2 separate regions of the Mus musculus genome follow, and region 2 is linked to region 1. Evidence: chromatin contacts called from public Hi-C data. All regions are on one chromosome and are shown on one strand. The core of a region is the stretch at or near the end of the contact, and the rest is flanking DNA. Distances in the headings are between cores, read along the strand shown.

Evidence for each region. A called contact is a pair of places that touch in the nucleus more often than the background predicts.
Region 2: a contact with region 1 is called in a Hi-C map of CD8 T cells, with 1.5 times the contacts expected there. The contact joins two enhancer-like sites. A contact is called at or near these places in 2 of 15 datasets of contacts at CTCF or cohesin (CD8 T cells and the NIH/3T3 cell line), 3 of 484 Hi-C or Micro-C datasets (CD8 T cells and uterus) and 4 of 115 datasets of contacts at active chromatin or transcription factors (CD8 T cells, the SCID.adh cell line, double positive thymocytes and 1 more).

The regions. Positions count from the first base shown.
Region 1 is chr15:59,911,499-59,915,698 of GRCm38.p6, forward strand. No RefSeq gene overlaps it. Among named protein-coding and RNA genes, the nearest start is that of Gm36819, 90 kb to the left of the region's middle. Within about 2 kb of position 2,518, at least 11 of the 459 cell types and tissues checked have an H3K27ac peak or open chromatin away from gene starts, as enhancers often do. A contact at or near this core is called in CD8 T cells, where this site is marked.
Region 2 is chr15:59,949,599-59,953,736 of GRCm38.p6, forward strand. No RefSeq gene overlaps it. Among named protein-coding and RNA genes, the nearest start is that of 4933412E24Rik, 65 kb to the right of the region's middle. Within about 2 kb of position 1,498, at least 68 of the 459 cell types and tissues checked have an H3K27ac peak or open chromatin away from gene starts, as enhancers often do. A contact at or near this core is called in CD8 T cells, where this site is marked.

The sequences.
Region 1 (4,200 bases), core at 1,268-3,767:
GATGCAAAGAGCAACTAACCATGGGACAGAGCTTGAAGCTATGGTGCTATGGAAACCAAGCATTACTGGGAGGTGCTGGAACCTCCAGAGGCCATAGGGCTTAGCTATCAACTTGAGTTAGGAGTTCTGGATCTTGGGATTCTGGCAGAAAGGAAACTAAGATGAACGAGATGAACCCAAAGTTCCATCTCTCATTTTCAAGCACAGGGCTCGCACCTGTCTGCAGAGAGTGCTCTGGCTTCAAATATCTGGTTTATGATATAGCCCGTTCCTTCGGCAGCTGCTTTTGAAATTATTTGTGTTTCCACTCTAGGAGGCCAAGTGCTAGAGGGAAATGCCACGGCCCTTGAAGATGAGCATGCTGGGCTTCCTGGATGTTGCCTCTTGCTGTGTGATAGCTTCAGTTTATGCCAGTCTTGTGATTACTGAAAGAGCTAAGTTACACAGAATACAGCCCAGGCCTCAGATCCAGAGTAGGCCATGAAATGTCTCTTCACTTACCTTCAATGAGCCACATTCATCTTCATACCCCCATTAATAGCTCCCAGTTACAAAACCTTTACAGTGAGGATTGTTGCTTTGCTGCTTCGGGTGACAGTCCTATTTATTTCCTCAGTAACATCGACATGGGAAGACATGCATCTTAGCATTTACATGACTAATTCTGGCAATCCCAAGACCCAAATATTCTGATGTTTGCTTTATGGGTGTGAGAAAGGATCTGAAGACATGTTTGGTACCCAGGCCTGGTTCTATGTCTTGCACACTGCTGATAAAGCTCTCTTTAGTAAAGAGAGTGGGTGAGAAGTTGTTGGCATCAGGTTCCTAAGAGCCAGGATTCCTCTTCTTGTAGCCTGCACTCCTCAGGTTAAGCTCAGTACCAGCCCTAGACACAGCCTTGTTCCATCCCCCTCACCCACCCTGTGTCTTGTTCTCTTGCCACCGTGGGTATGGGGAGGGTTATAGAGTGCTGCTGGGACTGCATCTCCTTGCAGATCTTTTCATATAACATTTAATGGCTGGTAATGACTCTGACCCCAGCAGCAACCATCTATTGAACTTCAACTTGGCATTTCAATTAGCGTACTGATTGTTGGGCTTAGCTTTTCATATGTTTGTGAGGGAAGCTTTAGTGTGAGAACAGTCAGCTAAGGGACTGATTAGCATGGTGCTTCTTGGGGGGGGGGGGATAAACGACCTTATTACTACTGCTTTGATTGTGAGGAGAAGTTGAGTCTTTCAGACATTTCTCTGCATAGAGAGGGGCTCATTGCCTGCAGCCTCTGGAATATGTTGAAGACAGGGAGAGTTTCTTTCTTCTTGTCCTCTTTCCTCCCCTCTCCTTTCCCCCTTTCCTCAATTATATATATATATATATATATATATATATATATATATATATATATATTTTATTTCCTCTGGTAAAGCCTTTGCTAGAAGAATGGGAACTCCAGTTCTCCTTGATTCATGAAAATAGACAAGGTCAGTTAATAGTTGAATTTGAAACTACACACACACACACACACACACACACACACACACACACACACACAGACATACAAACACACATGCACATATACAAACACACATAGATACACACATACACACAGATACCGACACAATGGATATATACACAGACATACATACACACACACACACACACACACACACACACACACAGACATACAAACACACATGCACATATACAAACACACATAGATACACACATACACACAGATACCGACACAATGGATATATACACAGACATACGTACACACACACACACACACACACACACACACACACACACACATGCATGTACACAAACACACATAGAGACACACATACACACAGATAGAGACACAACAGATACATCCACAGACATACAGACACATATACACACATATACACATTTAAGACTCATACTGCTTTAAAGCAAATAACTGCATGCTGCAGTGCCCACCTGATGGGCTCTATAAGCCCTCAAACCAGCCTTCACTTTTCTCACCTCATGCCTGGCTTCTTTCGTCTTCAGGGGATAAACTGGGAACTAGGATTTGGGCTAAAGAGACTTAGGCTTAAACTCAGCCTCACTATTTAGTAGCTTTATGAGGTTGGTCATGCTGTTGAGATTCTGAATTTATTTGTTTATCATCAGTGACAAGTCAAGAGGATGGCAGAAGTAGAGGTTTTGGCGTGTACAAGGAGCTCAGTGTCCTCCCTTTCTCTGCAGGATCATCTTCAGCGCCTTTCTTCAAGATCTCAGCCATCTTCCATCATGTTTAGAGTCTGAGTTTCTAGGTCATAGGTTTGATAGAAGGCTGTGAATTATGGTAGGTTTGTGGGGAGACACTCGGAGATCATACTGAAGAGATCTGTTCTGTAGATGCTACACACAAAAATGCAGTGACACAGAAGAGAAGGAAACAACAGAGAGCTGATATAGCCCGGGAGCCTCTAGCATGCCCTCTTTCACTTCCATTTGATTGATGAAGAGCTCAAAGGGCAAAGCTTAATGTGACTCAGACTGGAAATGGTGGAGCCCGATCTTCAAAGCTGGAGTGCTCAGCACCTAAGCAGTCTGTGATGTGGTGAGCAGACTTTTTTTTTTTTTTTTTTTTTTAAACAGACACACACACACACACACACACACACACACACGAATGCACACACACACATGAATGCACACAAACCCCTAGATCCTCAGTGGCTTTTCGCTTTAAGAGTAAAAGCCATTAACCATATTCATATACATTATTGGTAGAATATATTCATGACTCCTGTTTACTGAGTGCTGACATCAAGACCTGCCCAAACACTATGGCACATTCATTTAGTAATCTTAGTGTTTTCAGATTTTAACTCTCTACTCTTTACAAATAAAGAATCAAGAAGTTGTTTGCTCAGTGTCACAATGTGGATTGTCTGCTCATTTGATGTGACAAGATTCTAACAACAGCAACTTCATGAAGCAAAATTTGTTGTCCTTCACTTGGTGCAGACTCAAAAAAGAAAACAATGAACTTTAAAATGGGCCATTTATATTAAAGAGGAATCTTTATGTAATAGCTCTGTTAGTTGAGTCTTAGAAAACAGCTCTTTTGGAATTTGTAGGTATGGCAAGATGGCCAGTGAGCATTTATTTGAGGTAGGGAGATAATTATTTTAGCTAGATTGCAAATGGCTGAAGCAGGTGACTGAGATGTGTTCACAGAGAAGCGATACCACTGACGGGACAAGCTGGTAGCCTGTGCGAGCTGCTCTGTGTGTCTTGTGCAAGCTGCTCAGTCTGTCCTTCCCTGCTGCTGCTCCTTCAGTGCCTTTCCAGTCCAGGGTTTAAGGTGACTGCATTTTGTTAGGAGTGAAATTCTGAACTAGATTAGGGATGGGAATTCTGGAATGATCAGTGTATCTCAATCAATGTCTGGGGAAAAAACTTTCTGAGGGAAGGGCAAATTCCTCCTAAGATGAGTTACAATCTGTGAGAGGAGAGTGATGGAAAGGAGGACAAGCCATGGGCCTGGGACCATTGCCCTTGTTACCAATGATGAACCTAAATAAGTCCATTGGCTTAGTTGTAGATGATATATTTGAATAAAGCCACCCCATAAAGTAAACCCCCCAATGTTCTCTCAATTCTCCCTCCCCTCCCCCTCTCTTGGAAAAGTAGCCACTGGCTCCCTTCTGTTAGACTCTTGGGTGGGAGGGTGAGAATTAGCCTTAGTATCCTCCTAACCACAGAATTCCCTATTATAAGGAAAACAGATCAGAGAAGACATGGCTCATAGTGCTTTCTAATCAGTAGCTTTTCTTGATATTTACAGAACCTTGGGAGCATACAGATAACATCATACCATCCCAAATGGCATCTTCCACGATGCCAGCCTATTTTACATGCCTCACATGACATCTTCTATCATCCCTGTGCCTTTAGTTTCTAGGTGGATTTGTAGCAACTGCAATCCTGTTTGGTTGGCTGGCTCTCCGAGTAAACTTCTTTCCATTGCTCCAGAACTTGTTCTTGAGACATTGACTTCTTCCTGTGATGTGCAAGGAACTCAGGCTCACAGTTACACTGACAGCATCTGCAAGCAGCATGGCTTCCATGGCTCCAGACAGGAAGGCCTGAAGCTACAGACTGACTTAGGGTAGAGGGTCCAGGTCCCACCTATCAGGAAGAGCCAAATAAAGTGCAGAAGT
Region 2 (4,138 bases), core at 248-2,747, 37 kb after region 1:
CACTTTCAGGTTTCTACAGATGTTAAATAAATCTAAAAGTTAAATAAATCTAAAAAAAATCAAGGCTCCAGGGGCAGTATCATCAAACCTGGGGAGAAAGAACATAAGGAACAGAGGATGGAGGAGTGAGTGCCATGAACATGATGTGGCCATTACTTACATGAATTCAGAGAAGCCCCACTTCTTGCACAAGATCTCCATAAGAACAAGAGAGTTAAAATTTGAGCATAAAGCAGGAAGGGGCTCCTAAGCTCCCTCCCTAATTGAGGTGTTAGTGGCAGTTGGTGGCTGCTGAAGGAGGGAAAGTCATTTCTCTTCTGGGGTAACAGTTATTGGTAGGTTACCTCTGGCGCAGTACATGAGCCCACACACATACAAATATGGGAAGCATTACTTACACTCTTAGTGGTCTACTAGAACACAAATTAGACAGGAAAACAGGGGGTCGTGGAACTATGTGGCTGGAGTGTGGGAAAAGCTGGAGGGAGGAAGTGGGAAGTGGACACGACCAAGATTACATGGCATACAGGTCTAGAATGAAAATAAAATATAGGAAATAAAAATTCACATATGAAAGAGAGAACATGCAAGGTTTGTCTTGCTCCACCCAGGTTGCCTCTCTCAATATATACTATTTTCTGATTCCATCCATTTCTTTATTACTGAGTATCCATTCATCAGCTCACTTCGTATCACACACTAGGCATATTAGCAGGCCTTTTTCCAGCAGCTCTGAAATTGGGATTTTTTTCCTAAGTCACCTGAATTTAAGCTGAATGTTTAGTTTTCTGTGTGCTACTGTCTCCCTCGTTGATCTATAGTTATTATTTTGATACATACCTGGCCTCCTGAGGCTACTCCTATTTCTGTATTGATTTTGGTAAACAGGAGACTTGGGAAGAGATTTTGCTCAAACAGCTGGAATTCATGAAGCTTCCTGGAATTCATGAAGCTCCCTGTTCCTGCTCATGGGTATCTTTTAGACACTGTGTTCTGTCAATGTGCAGGTCGTCCTTGAGACTGTATTCTGTTCATTGGCTATTCACAGATTTCTCATCAGCCATGGATGTTTTGAGAGTTTCGGCGTTGTTCTATGGCTCGAATCTCTCTCTCCTCCCTGAGCATTCAGGCTGTGGTCAGGTCTCTGACTTCAGGCAGAGCTTCTTCTGCCTGCCTACCTCCTGTTACATACTTTCTGCCTGCAAATCTAATTTTTCCTCTCTGGAGAAATGTCTGATGATTTTTACTTTCACTTTCAAAATAGTAATAAGAATTTAGAGGTTGTTTTTTTGATGAAAGCAATGACTCTTCACTTGAGGCTACAAACAGTTTTCTATGAACAAGGGATAAACTGGGCATTTCTGCCTCCATTGTGTGTGTGTGTGTTTGTGTATTTTGCTCTCTGCCATGCTTTCCTGCAGTCACTTTAGATTTCAGAGACAATCTGGTAGATCAGCAACCTCCTCTTCCTGTTCCCCCCTGCTTCTACCCCTCCCTCCTGCTTCTCTTCCTCTTTTGTAGTATTCAGGGTCTCCTACATACTATGTCAGTGCCCTAATACTGAACTATATCCCTAGGCTTCCTTTTTATTTTTGAGACAGTTACCAGTTTGGCCTTGAACTCACTCTGTGGCCTAAGTTGACCTTAGACTTGTAACGTTCATATCTTAGACTTTCAAGTAACTATGACTATAAGTCTGTGCTATCAGGGCTTGCTTCTGACAAAAGCCAAATCTAACTTCTGTACAGTTATTTTCTTACTGAGTCAAGGCTTAACTGACCAATCCTGAGTGATCAGTAAGATAGCATTCTGAACAAGGCTAATCAAGTATAAATGCTTCTCCACTCTCATTTCTATTCCTTCCCCATATCATCTTGAAAGTCATTGGTCAGTACTTCCCTAACTGGACAAAGGACACTTGTTTCTTTTGTCCTTAGTACAGTCACACTGATTAAAATTTTTACTCCCTTTAAACATTAATTTTTCTTTTGTCTCTTGGCCAAGTGCTTGGATCTGATTTATTGGGTCACCTAACAAATATTAAGCACCTGATCAGGGACTTCTGTACAAAAGCTCTTCTGATCCAACTTTTTAGTACCTGCTGTTCTTAGTAAAAAAAAAAATACCGCATCTCTCATCCATTTCCCTCCCTCCCTCCCTCCCTCCCTCCCTCCCTCCCTCCCTCCCTCCCTCCCTCCTTCCCTCCCTCCCTCCTCCCTCTCTTTCCTTCCTTCCTTCCTTCCTTCCTTCCTTCCTTCCTTCCTTCCTTCCTCCCTCCTTTCCTTTTCTTATTCATTAAAAATTGCAGTCTTTCCAGTTTATTTCTTGCCTTTGTTTGGATTCTAGTAGCTTACAGTGAGGTGCTTGTGATAATTTTGTTGACCTTTTACATGTAAGTGCTCAAAGGTTTTTTTAAAAAAATATATTGTATTTTTAATGACTACAGTAACAGAATTTGATTGCTTTATAAATAATAGTTTGATCATAATGGGTCAGAGAAGAGAAACCAGGACTGGGCATGAAGAGTTCTCTTAGGACAAAGGTTAGAGGCTGGGGCAGAAAAGTCTTAATCTAGTTGAGGGGTGGAATGGACTGAACTCACACTGTACTAGAGTATACACAGGGAAGGGGGTTTAACAGATGTGCAACAGTCACCACCAACAGATGGAAAGAATGCCGGCTTCTTTATAGTAAGGGGTGCTTTGTGTTTGTGAGCCATCTTATCAAGTGTAGTTGTTGGTTTATATTGAAACTTTTTCCCCTCTCCAGATTATAGCATATGCAAAGGAGCATATTTCCCCAATGTCTACCATATTGCTAGCCCTAGAATAGCCAATGTCTGTATGTATGTGTGTATATATATATATATATATATATATATATATATATATATATACATATATATATACACACATATATGTATATATACACAAATGTGCATATACATCACATATGCACAGATACATATACGAATATTTATATGTATATGCACCTATGTGTATATATGTATATATAAATACTGTTATATATTTATGGATTTAGTATATATAATACATAACATGTATATATGCATATAATATATAATGTGGATTTATTATATACAATATAATATTATAATCTCATAATATTGTTGTACATATTATATGTTACTCAAATATAATGTTGTGTGTTATAATGTGTCACTCAAAATAAATGCCAGTTCTAATTTTACTCCTTTGCAGCCTCAGTCAAGTGATTTTTTTTAATGTTAGTCCTTTACTGTAGTCAGTGGGAATTAAATCATACAGTAATCTTAATAAGAAAAATCTTTCATTTTTCCTAAGGAGTGTGATAAAGAGTAAAATGTAAATCTCAAGTGGATATGATTGGCAAGGCTTAAATGAGCTCTGAATAAATCATAAATAAATTCTCCAGCATTTGGCTTACAAAGAGAGTTTGGGACAGATGAGATTCCAGTCTTCACATCAGTGGGATAATAGGTGCTGACTTCATTCTGTGAAAACCATTAGGCACTTTTGAATGAATGAGCAGTTTAAACCATAAACCCTTAGACCACAAACCCTATTCCAATTCCTCAGGAGAAACAAGCAGACCAGATTTATGTGAAATTAATGTATGCATTGTTTTGTCACAGTCAGAGCTACAGGAAGCTATTCTACTTTGAGTAGTAAGAGTGTGTTCTCAAAGTTTTGCTGAAGACCTCCCTTAGGAGCAAGAACAAGCTGGTCTAGAATGGCATACAGAGTTCTTGAAGTTTTACATAAAATGAAACTTTTTTCTCTGTATCATTAAACTTCGCAGATACAGCTTTGTGGAACCGTCTAGAAGACATCCATGGCCATAAATGAAATAAGAATTTCCCCAGGAGTCTAGAACAAGTTTTTGTGCAGATGCTTGAATATGAAGGAGAGACTGATACAGATTCAACATCTGGACTTCAGGTCCTTCCTGGCCAACTGTATCTGTGAGTCTATTTCCTTCCTCTCTCAAAAGATGTAAGCCTATTAGGTATTATTATTATCGATACAAATAATATATGGTATGCTTTCTTAGATAAAAATGCTTAACTTCTTAGAAGAAGTCTCTTGAACAGTCTAAAGCTAGCCTGGGGTCACGACCCTCAGGTTTGTCAAATGAC